2 separate regions of the Rattus norvegicus genome follow, and region 2 is linked to region 1. Evidence: chromatin contacts called from public HiChIP or PLAC-seq data. All regions are on one chromosome and are shown on one strand. Each heading gives the region's core, a stretch centred on a gene start, on an enhancer-like site or on the middle of the called end of the contact. The rest is flanking DNA. Distances are from core to core; before and after follow the strand shown.

Region 1 (2,700 bases), core at 7-2,506:
CGTAACCGAAAGTGGCCTTCAATTCTGGATCTTCCTGCTTCCACTCCCGACAGCTGAGATTACAGGCATGTGCCACCATGCTCCGGTTGGTTCACATCACTCTGGGGGGAGGCTTGGGAATAGAAACATTCTAGAACTTTAACCTTGTGAATATACAAGAACTGACTAAAATGTACCCTTCAAAGAGGTGAACGGTCTTAGAGCCAGGGTCTTCGTATAGAGCTCTACCTAGCCAGGAACTCATTATGTGAACAGGGCTGGTTTCCAAGTTGCAGTTATCCCCCTGTCTCTGACTCTCAGATATTGAGATTACAGGTAGCATGTACCAGCACACCCAGGATAGGTAAATTAAAAAGCTTGGTGGGACAACCGCCTTTAGCTTAATTCTAGTCCAGTCTTTATCTGGCTTGTAAAACAAAGTTTACAAGGCCTCATGACTTGGCTTCTACCTGCCTCTCCTAAAAGCACAAATCAGAGACAGCGATAGGTTCTGTGGAGGTACATCTGAGGCCCAGCAGACAGGGATGGAGACAGCTCTGGTAGGGAGGTTTTTTTTTTTTTTTTTTTTTTTTTTAATGCTTAAGGAAGGCCTTTCTCAGAAAGTTCCTATGACCTGAGTTCTGAAAAGTAATGGGAGCGAGCGGGCTGGCTGAAGAGATGGCTCAGAGAAGGCAGGAAGGTGAAGTAATGAACACTATGGTGGCTGGGTAGCACTGTGCTCCCTCTACTCCAAGTAAATCAGACTTCTTGGAGAAAGAACATGGCCCTGATTCCCTAGAGTCTAGCAATGTTCCCGGAATGTAATAGGATGGGTAATATGAGGTTCCCAGCCCCAGAATGACTATAGTACAAGATAAGGGTACACAGAGTGAGCCCGTTGTAGTTTCTTTTGCACCCTGAGAATGGGTGCTTGACTGACTTAGTGATCAACTAGCAGAGAGGGCCTTAGAGCCGCCCAGGGACGGAGACCGCGGCTCCTCACATTTAAGGATCGGTCTCGGGAATCACGGAAATCAGTACCCAACGGTGCATCCCAACCCCAAGGCCCGACCTGCAGGTTCCGGGTGATAAGGTGTAGCTTCTCCTCAGGGCTTGGAGCATCCCCCATGGCTCCGCTCTCTCGGTTTCCCGCGCTCAGCCGGCACCCGCGCCCTTTCCTCGTTCGCCGCCGTCTCCGCGTGCCGGGAACTGTCACGCTAGTCCCGTCAGGTTGCATCAGCTGAGCTCGTAGCTCCGCTTGATAGGCCTAGATCCTCTCCCTCATCCCCGCGAGTAGCCCCGAGTCAGGAGCAGCAGAGAGCCGAAAGAATCGATGAAACAGGAAGGGGCGGAGCCAGAAAAAACAGTGTAGGTGGGATGGGAGGCGGGGTTAGGAAGGCTGCCCAGGACACAACCCTCTCAGGGGCGGGGCGGTTTCCTGCCAATCACTGTTTGCTTGCCCTCCCCCTGGTGTTGGCCCCGCTGCCTCGGGGTGGGGGAGGTCGTGAAGGGGGCGATAAAATGGCGCAGGGGGCGGAGTGAGGTGCTGCCGCTCGCCCAGGCTTTGGCCCGGCTTCCGGAGGTGAAGAGCGGGAGGGACGAGGGGTCGGCGTCCGTCGTCTAGGCTAGGGGTCGGGGGCGCCTGTTGCTTCTTCACAGGGCCGCGTACGTCGTCTTCCCCCGTGAGGAGCAGGGAAGCTCGTCTCGCTGAGGGAAGGGCTGATTCTCCCTCCTGAGGTGATGGCGGGCGGGGAGGTTGTCCCTGCCCCCCACCTCCACGTCCGTGGGCGAGTGACGCCCCTCATCCTGCTGAGGAGAAGGGAGCTGTCAGGTCCTCGGGCTGCGTGCGAGGTCCGCCGGCCTCGCCAGTGGGGGAAGGGGGTCTTTCTCTCCCAGTGCCCTCGCCACGGGAGGGTGATGTCGCTAGGGAGAGCGGGGATGGCGGGCTTCCCGCGGTGCGTCGTGGCGGGAGAGGGCGACCCACTCCGGGCGACAGCGGGCCGCAGCCTGCTGAGGTGTGGCTGTCGGCGGCTGTCCCCCTGAGGTTGGGTGCACTGGTGGAGCCGGCGGGGACCTGTGTCGCCCCTTGGGGGGGAGGGGCACGGAGGAAACTCGCGCTTCTCCCGCTATCCGCGGGGAGGCGAGAACTCGCTCTCCCGAGTGGGAGGAGGGAAGTGCAAAGACCCTGGGCGCGGCGGGCAGCGTTCCTGAGGGGGAGGCCCGCGGCATCCTTGAAAGGCATCCCTGGGCCATCCAGGGCCGCAGGGAATTCTACAGACATCTCAGCATAAGCCCTGAAGAGGGCCACCAAATGAGGACGTAGTTCACCCGCTGCCTTCATTTTTCATTTTTTTCTCCCCGTGGTTGTTAGGAGCCCCAGGCTTTAATAGACTATTCTTAGAAAAGAAACCTGTTGCTTCAGTTTAGAAAAATCTGCTGCCTGGGCCTGTGTGGGATTTTTGGCTCCCTGGTCTGGAGGAATTGTTACCTAAAGCAGAGATTTCCAGACGGGGTTGTCTTTCCATTTTACAGTGTTTGCTGTTAGCACAGAGGGAGTTGCAAAATTCTTTCTGATAATGTCAGTTCGCGTTGTTTAAAAACATTTTTTTTGGAAGGGGCTCATTTTGATGATAACAGCCTCCGTTTGTGTGTGTGTTGTTTGCTTCACATGTATTGTGTTTAGGAGAGTTGGAAATCAAAGGCCAAGGAGAAGTCCCCTCC
Region 2 (2,700 bases), core at 13-2,512, 140 kb before region 1:
TCTCTCGATTACTCTAACATGCTCATACTATTCCACTACTGGGAAAACTCGAGGATAACCCAGAAAACACTTAAAAATACAACTAGCCCACAAGTATAATTTATAATGGTAAACGCTACTACACCACTGAACTATACCCGCAAAGTTAAGTGTGATTCAGGCACACGAGGACTTTTAGGAGAATGTTTGGGGCAGGTAGGGCCTCAGGTTTCTTCATTCTCTAGTATGGCGATCTTTTTCTTCACTTTCCCCCTAAATTAGGTACAATGAGGGGCACACTGTGATTATGCCAGAGCACCTGTGGGGCAAAGAAATGGGTGAGGCAGGAAGCTGCAGGTAGGCAGCCGAGGTTGTCCGAATGTCACAGATGTGAGCCACCTACTCACATTCATACTTTCGATTGACTGGAGGATACTTGTTCTTGATCGCCTTCTGCTCCTCCGTCAAATTGTAATCTCTAACATCTTCCTCTTCTTGAGCCATGATTGCAGATTTGGAACTCTACTTCCGCCCTTCATCAGCCAGACTTCGGCCCTGCGCCATAACTTCCGCTCTACACCCCACCCCTTGGCAGCTGGTCTAAAAGGACCAGGACTCCATTCTGGGAGCTCGCGGAAGGATATTGCCGCTTGCGACTTCCAGTCTAGGTCCTCCCGATTTTATAGCATGTTTTAGAGAGCGGCACCCTATTTCCACACTCACTGCGACTAGTATTCTCAAAGCTGAGGGAGTAAGCTAAATTAGGCACCTGTAAATCTAGACAGTGATGCGTTTTCTCCTCGTCTGGCCTTCGGGGTTGCTAACTAGACCCGGAAACACTTCAATTTTTTTTTTCTACCCTGAAGGTGTTGTTAGCATAACGGCCCTCTTAGGAGCTGGCTGCGCATGAGCTTGTGTGGGGCGAAGGGAGAGGGGAAGGGATCACGTGATCTGCACGGGAATAGTCCGGGCAGGCGGGGCGCGCGCGCAATCCGTGGAAGCCTCTGGACCGTAGTGGGGGGGGGAAGGGGCGGAGCGCGCGCCTCGACCCGCGGAAAGCGACTCTTGAGCGTCTCCATAGGCCGCGACACAGATGCTCCGCCCACCCCTCCGACCCGCGCTTCCTCATTGGCCAGTGTTGGCGCGAAGGCACGCGAGCCGGCCCCCCACGCACGGGCCGCAGGAAACAATAGAGGCCGCGCGCGCGGAGCGAGCGCTCGTAGCCTCCCCGCCCCTCCTGCAACGCACGACCCCGGGATCCCCCAACCCCTCCCGGCTCTCCTGCCGCCATGGCTGACAAGGAAGGTGAGTGTGCCGAGGCCGGCTCGGGAGGGTGCTGGGTTTCGGGGCTGTGTCGTGGCCTGTTACGCGGCCTAAGACGGAGAGAAGGCCCGACTCTGGCGAGCCTAGTCCCAGTAACTCCGGCCTGAGGAATGAGCTCCCAGCCGGGCGGGCTAACGGCGCGCCGGCTCCTCCGGAGCGGATGCCCGGCGACGCCAGGTCTCGGGCCTAGGCGAGTACGACGTTCCCTGCCAACCCCTCTGCCTGTCGGGACTCGGGGCGTCGCTCCCCAGCCCCGGGCTCGATGCGCAGGCCTCCTCCTGGGTTTCGTGGACTTGGCGCGCGCCACCGTGCTTCGAGGTTGGACAGCATCGCCCCAAAGGAGTAACGGAGTGTCCGGCTGGGTGGCCCTAGGACTTCCGGCCCGTGGCGGCCGAGAACGGCATTAGTGCCTGCGACCTAGGAGATTAAGACGAATCTCCATTTCGTTGTCAGAACCCGGGCGCCGCGCCGGTGGCTTTGGAGAGGTTTGTTCGCTTTCCGTTTGTGTTTGCTAACTTAACTTGTTTTTTAAAAACGTTTTAGCGGCCTTTGACGACGCGGTGGAAGAACGTGTGATCAACGAGGAGTACAAGATATGGAAGAAGAACACCCCATTTCTTTATGATTTGGTGATGACCCATGCCCTGGAGTGGCCCAGCCTAACTGCCCAGTGGCTTCCAGATGTGACCAGGTGACGAGAATATCTTGAATATTACTTTGGTAGTTGATATCTTTGTTTTCTTTTTTTCCTCCTGTCACTCTAGGGGTAGGGGGGCATAATCAGAGCCTATGGGTCGTATTTATTTTCCTCGACTAAAAACTAAGGTCGAGAGCATAAGATTATTTTGTAATTTATCCTGCAAGAGAAAACATGCATTTTTGTTGTTGTTGTTGTTGTTGTTGTTGTTGTGTTTTTGTTTTTCCCTCGGCAGTGAGTTGAATAGCCATCCTTATAACTGGGGTTGGTCATGTAATATAAAGCTTGACAGTTTCCAGAAGGTATTCTGGGTTGTTTATTCAACCAAACGTGTGATTTCTCGACATTTATGATAGCCAGGTTCTTAAATAGTAAGATAAATCTCGTATCTGCCTAGCTGAAGTGGGGGGCAGGTGTTTTCAGCAGTAATGTGTGAGGTTTTCAGTAAGTAGATAGGTAAGGCCAAGAGGGCTGGGGGTTGTACTGTTTAGTGATTGAGCACCTACTGGCAAGAACTTTGATCGAAGACAGCACAGAAGGTTGGGTTGTGGGGGATGGGGCGGGGGGGGGGGATGAGACCCTCCAGTGAACCTGCATACACAGAATGTTCTAACCAAGGGGAATGTCTGTCACCATGAAATACGAGAACTGGCTTGCAGAAGCAAGTGGCAATACAAACATGGTGAATGTGGCTGATTACT

What was found. HiChIP or PLAC-seq counts read pairs in DNA pulled down with a chosen protein or histone mark.
Region 2: an H3K27ac HiChIP or PLAC-seq map of oligodendrocytes shows a contact between it and region 1, with 7 times the contacts expected there. The contact joins the promoter of Rbbp4 here to the promoter of Yars1 in region 1. A contact is called at or near these places in 1 of 12 Hi-C or Micro-C datasets (the A7r5 cell line) and 1 of 1 datasets of contacts at active chromatin or transcription factors (oligodendrocytes).

Annotation. Positions count from the first base shown.
Region 1 is chr5:146,818,719-146,821,418 of GRCr8, reverse strand. It overlaps Yars1 (tyrosyl-tRNA synthetase 1), which reads right to left and starts at 1,256. Exons shown (of 13, transcript NM_001025696.1): 1 at 1,052-1,256. The coding sequence starts at 1,216. S100pbp (S100P binding protein) reads left to right here and starts at 1,597. Exons shown (of 7, transcript NM_001134628.1): 1 at 1,597-1,716.
Region 2 is chr5:146,958,063-146,960,762 of GRCr8, reverse strand. Rbbp4 (RB binding protein 4, chromatin remodeling factor) reads left to right here and starts at 1,262. Exons shown (of 12, transcript NM_001107912.2): 1 at 1,262-1,284; 2 at 1,846-1,993. The coding sequence starts at 1,269. Zbtb8os (zinc finger and BTB domain containing 8 opposite strand) reads right to left here and starts at 557. Exons shown (of 7, transcript NM_001399489.1): 1 at 387-557. The coding sequence starts at 483.